2 separate regions of the Macaca mulatta genome follow, and region 2 is linked to region 1. The links are chromatin contacts, called in public Hi-C maps. All regions are on one chromosome and are shown on one strand. The core of a region is the stretch at or near the end of the contact, and the rest is flanking DNA. Distances in the headings are between cores, read along the strand shown. Region 1 holds the start of LRRC8A (leucine rich repeat containing 8 VRAC subunit A). Region 2 holds the start of ENDOG (endonuclease G).

Evidence for each region. Hi-C and Micro-C count contacts between places; a contact is called where the count stands out from the background.
Region 2: a Hi-C map of liver shows a contact between it and region 1, with 2.3 times the contacts expected there. The contact joins the promoter of ENDOG here to the promoter of LRRC8A in region 1. A contact is called at or near these places in 2 of 14 Hi-C or Micro-C datasets (cortical neurons and liver).

The regions. Positions count from the first base shown.
Region 1 is chr15:18,774,083-18,776,639 of T2T-MMU8v2.0, reverse strand. LRRC8A (leucine rich repeat containing 8 VRAC subunit A) reads left to right here and starts at 1,272. Exons shown (of 4, transcript NM_001257576.1): 1 at 1,272-1,319. It overlaps KYAT1 (kynurenine aminotransferase 1), which reads right to left and starts at 1,614. Exons shown (of 13, transcript XM_077967799.1): 1 at 1,477-1,614. It overlaps LOC144335086 (a long non-coding RNA gene), which reads left to right. Exons shown (of 2, transcript XR_013405527.1): 2 at 549-1,001.
Region 2 is chr15:18,829,967-18,832,523 of T2T-MMU8v2.0, reverse strand. It overlaps ENDOG (endonuclease G), which reads left to right and starts at 1,281. Exons shown (of 3, transcript XM_015116671.3): 1 at 1,281-2,010. The coding sequence starts at 1,504.

The DNA.
Region 1 (2,557 bases), core at 23-2,522:
CGGGGTTTCACCTTGTTAGCCAGGATGGTCTTGATCTCCTGACCTCGTGATCGGCTGGCCTCAGCCTCCCAAAGTGCTGGGATTACAGGCGTGAGCCACCGTGCCCGGCCCTGGCTATGATATTGCTAAGTTAACCTCTAAGGTTCTTTTCTTTTCTATTAAAAGGGAAAAATAAGACCTCCCAACAGGAGAAGTGAAACCAGGCATTGGCTTAACACGTGATGGATGGGAGCCGTGACTATCTTCATCATCTTATTTTTAATTATCTACCTCTGCACAGGGTAGTAAATTTCTCGCCCTGGCCCAGGTACCCAGGATCCCAGTTCTCCTGTCGGAGACAACTGCAATTAACAACTTCTTATGCATCTTATCAGACAGCTGGTGCGCACACCCGCAGATACCCCCACCCTCACGCGTCCTTCTACGCAAAGATGGACAGCACCCATCAACGCTGTTTTTTCTGTTGCTTCCTTTTCTAACCTAAGGTATCTTAGAAGTCGCCCTATATTAGTGCATATTAAACATTTTTCGTCTTAATGGCTGCACAGTATTCCATTGTATGGATTATTTTTTAATTTGGTTGCCGTTACTGTTATCAGCCAGGGAATTTTCGAGGACCCAGGTGGATTCATGGAGCTGCAAAGCTGGAGCCTGGGGACCCAGTTCCAACCCCAGATCTGCCCAGAATTCCCTGTTGTCTCGGGTGCCATCTCCACCGGCGCGGTCGTGGGAGGGGGATTTGGGTGCAGAGAGGACCAGCTCCAGTGTCCGAGCGAGGATCGGCGAGCAGCACGCGCAGTTGATTCCCGCGGGCGGCTCAATCATTCTGAGCAGCCACTCCGTTATCCTTAGTAGCGTCAAACTCATTAAGCACTCTAGCACAACCAAGCTCGGAACCGTTAGCAGGCCCTCCCAGCCTCGGCACCTGACCTCCGGGCAGTGACGCTCCGACACAGCTACTCACCCCCGCCTGGGCCGCTTCACCTCTCGTTCCCAAGTACACCCGGTAGGTTGCAGCAGTCCCTGTCCCTTTAAGGGGGCCGAGCCCGGGCTCCGCTACTTCCGCCCCGAAGCAACAGGGCGGTAGCGCGGGGGCGAGACCGGGTGAAGGCGCAGCTAGAGTTCCCCTCATAAAGATGGCGACGCCCTGGCCGCCGCGTTCGCGCCTGGCGGTGACGTCACTTCCGGGGCGGAGGAGGCTGAGTGGTGCAGTGAGGGACAAACAAAAGGAGGCGCCGGAGCAGCGCTGCGGCCGGCGGCGGGACGGAGCGGCCGGGGCCTGGGGCTGCCTGCTGGGCGGCCGTGCGCGGCGAGCCCAGGTGAGTGGAGGGGGTGGGGAAAGGGGCGCGAGTTGTCACCTCTCGAAACCCACTTACACACGCCCTCGGCCAGCTGCCCGGTCCCGGGCGGCCGGGGGCATCTGGGGCTCTGTCCCGGGGCCGGCCCCCTGGGGACCTCCCGCGGTATTCGGCCTACCTCTGGGCTCCCCAGTGCCCGGGGTCTCCGGGGCACCACCTCTTGCCGGCTCCGCGGCGCGCGAGCCCCCTCCCAGGCCCCCCTGTGCCTCCTTGTGCTCCAGAAACCAGGAGTTTCCGCCTCGGCTCCCCCATGTCCCCTTGTCATCCCCTGGGTCCCCCCAGATCCTCACCCCTCCACACACACTCTCCCCTTCCTAGAGGTTCCACTTCTGGGCTCTCCCCTTGCCATTTCTTTTCCAGAGATTCCCGTAGTTGTCTTCTCCTGAGTTCCTGGTCCCCTTCTCTTCCCTTGCACCCCTCCTTCCTCTCGTTCCCGATAGGGGCAGTGCCCTGACTTGGGGGCAGGATCCCCGGCTAGGCTCTTGGGGCCTGTCTGGGATGGGATATCTGGGAAGACCGGTCCGGGATCTAAGAACCCAGACCCTGTCCCAGTCCTGTGCATTCAGGTGGCCCCGAGGGCCAGATCAAGTGAGGTCCGGGCCTGGTCCAGCCCTAGGTGAGCTGGACACCCAGCAAACTGAGCTCCCAGGCTGAAGGGGCATAGCTGGGGTCATGGAGTTCGTGATGATTCTGCTGCTTTCGCTGACTGCTTCTTCCCCTTGATCTGGACTGGAGTGAACCGGGGTTCTCAGCTGTTGTGATTGTTGCCTTTTTTGGGAAGGAGAGATGGGTCAGGGGTTGTCTGGTAGCCGCCTCCTGATGGAGAGTTGGCTGGAAGGGTGGGTGGTTCCTGCGTGAGCCACACTTCCACTGACTCCTTTTCCCCTGCCCTACCTCAGGAAGCCTTTTGAGAATGAGGTGTGGAGGGAGAGCACCTGGTGAGAGGAAGGGAACTGGGGGAGCCCGAAGTTCCCAAGGGTCTCTTCCACCTCTTCTGTTGGTAGTACTCTTAACCCCTGCCAAACTGTATTCTGCCCTTTGGAGCAGACCACCTGGCAGACAGACTGTGAGAAGGGGGAGGAGATCAGCTGTTGCTGATACTTCCTGTGGAGGGGATAGGGGAGTGGGAGTTTGTTCAGAGAGGCTGGGCAGTGCTGATTGCTCAGTCTCACTGATGTAGCTTCCGTGAAGGTCAAGTC
Region 2 (2,557 bases), core at 32-2,531, 56 kb before region 1:
TGGATCACGAGGTCAGGAGTTCGAGATCATTCTGTACTAAAAATACAAAATTAGCTGGGTGTGGTGGCACACGCCTGTAGTCCCAGCTACTCGGGAGGCTGAGGCACGAGAATCGCTTGAACCCAGGGGGTGGAGGTTGCAGTGAGCCGAGATCACGCTACTGCACTCCAGCCTGGGCGACAGAGCGAGACTCCGAGACTCTGTCTCAAAAAGAAACAGAACAAAATTAGCTGGGCGTGGTGGTGCGCACCTGTAATCCCGGCTACTTGAGAGGCTGAAGCAGGAGAATCACTTGAAAACCTGGGAGGCAGAGGTTGCAGTGAGCCAAGATCGTGCCATTGCACTCCAGCCTGGGCAATAGAGTGAGTCTCCGTTTCGGGAAAAAAAAAAATCCTTAATCAGTCCATATTTCTGAATATTTTGCTTATTCCTACTGGCAGTGTAATACTCTGGTGAATATTTGCGTTCGAGATCTTCGCATTCCCGAGATTTCCCCAGCTCAGCCCTCTGGGCGGGTTGAACGGGATGAACTTTTTAAGGCTTCTCTTGTACTGTCAAGCTGCTTTTTGGAATCTTCGTCCCAGGTTTCTGTTCCAGCCAGCAGCCAGCATTAGCCGCCTGCATCCTGGTCCTCACGCCGGTGTTAATTAAAACCTTTGCCAATCTGGGCCGGGTGCGGTGGCTCACGCCTGTAATCCCAGCACTTTGGGAGGACGAGCGGGCGGATCACTTGAGGTCGGGAGTTTGAGACCAGCCTGACCAACATGGAGAAACCCCGTCTCTACTAAAAATACAAAATTAGCCGGACGTGGTGGCGCATGCCTGTAATCCCAGCTACTTGGGAGGCTGAGGCAGGAGAATAGCTTGAACCTGGGAGACGGAGGTTGCAATGAGCCGAGATCGCGCCATTGCACTCGGGCCTGGGCGACAAAGACCAAAACTCCGTCTCAACAATAACAACAACAAAAAATCCTTTGCCGATCTGGTAGAATTGCGGGGCTTATTTTATGGTGTCATGGAGCATAGCCTGGGGCCGGATATACCTGGGGCCCTGTGCTTGCTCTGCGAACTAGGAGCTCAGGTGAGACTAACCCGTGACAATAAAAGCGCTCGACAGTGCTTGATCCCTCTGCGGAGCTTATTAAGCAGGAGCTCCCTGCGCAGGCGCAGAGAAGAGGGTGCCGCCCCACCCCACGACCGGCAGGGGGCCTGCTAGGTGGGTGCGGAGCCAGGCAGCATGGTGGCCAATCGCGAGCTGAGGCGACGGTGGCACGCCCCTCATGCCGGCATCTTAACTGCGCAAAGAAAGGGCGCCGGGGACACCCGCTTGGGGTCTGCTTCTCCCCTGTGGGTTCCGATTCTCAACCCCTTGGGAGCGTTTGTGAGTGGAAGGGAGGTCACGCTATCGTCCGCGGCCCCAGCAGCCCCGTCCCTTCATTGGTTCCCGCGGTGCGGCTCCTTTAAGAGCCTCGCGGGTCGCCCGCCGGAGGTCGCTCCCCGGCCATGCAGGCGCTGCGGGCCGGCCTGACCCTGGCGTTGGGCGCGGGGCTGGGCGCGGCCGCCGAGGGCTGGCGGCGGCGGCGGAAGGACGCGCGGGCGGCGCCGGGGCTGCTGGGCCGGCTGCCGGTGCTGCCCGTGGCGGCGGCCGCTGAGTTGCCAGCCGTGCCCGGAGGACCGGCGGGCCGCGGCCCGGGCGAGCTGGCCAAGTACGGGCTGCCGGGGCTGGCGCAGCTCAAGAGCCGCGAGTCGTACGTGCTGTGCTACGACCCGCGCACCCGCGGCGCGCTCTGGGTGGTGGAGCAGCTGCGACCCGAGCGTCTCCGCGGCGACGGCGACCGACGAACATGCGACTTCCACGAGGACGACTCGGTGCACGCGTACCACCGTGCCACCAACGCCGACTACCGCGGCAGCGGCTTCGACCGCGGCCACCTGGCCGCAGCCGCCAACCACCGCTGGAGCCAGAAGGCCATGGACGACACGTTCTACCTGAGCAACGTCGCGCCCCAGGTAGCGCCCGCGCCCCGGGCCGGTCGCGGAATGCGGGGCGGGCGCCTGGCCTCTCGGGGCCTCGGTTTGTTCCTCTGCAGAACGGGGCAGCCGCCCAACGCGCCCCCGGTCAGGCATCGCAGTGACATCCCGTGACGGGAGAGAGGAGCACTGGGCTCCAGGCACAGGCTCTGCAGGCCGACCAGGGCTTGAGCTTCAACTGCGAACCCTGGGCACCTCCCTGAGCGTCGCTTTCTCGTCTAAAAAAATGGGGATGATACCGTTATTCACCTTCCTCCTGCGGTAGTGATGAGGCGCTGAGGCTCACAGAGGCAAAGTGATGGGCACAGTGCCACACAGCAGAAGGCAGACTGTCTGTTGTAGAACCTCAGCGCCCAACGTTTTGGGCACCAGGGTCGGGTTTCGTGGAAGACAGGTTTTCCACGGCTTGGTGGGTGAGGGCGGGTTTCAGGATGATTCAAGTGCATTACATTTATTGTACACTTTATTATTATTACATTGTAATATATAGTGAAATATACATCTCACAGTAATGTAGGATCCGTGG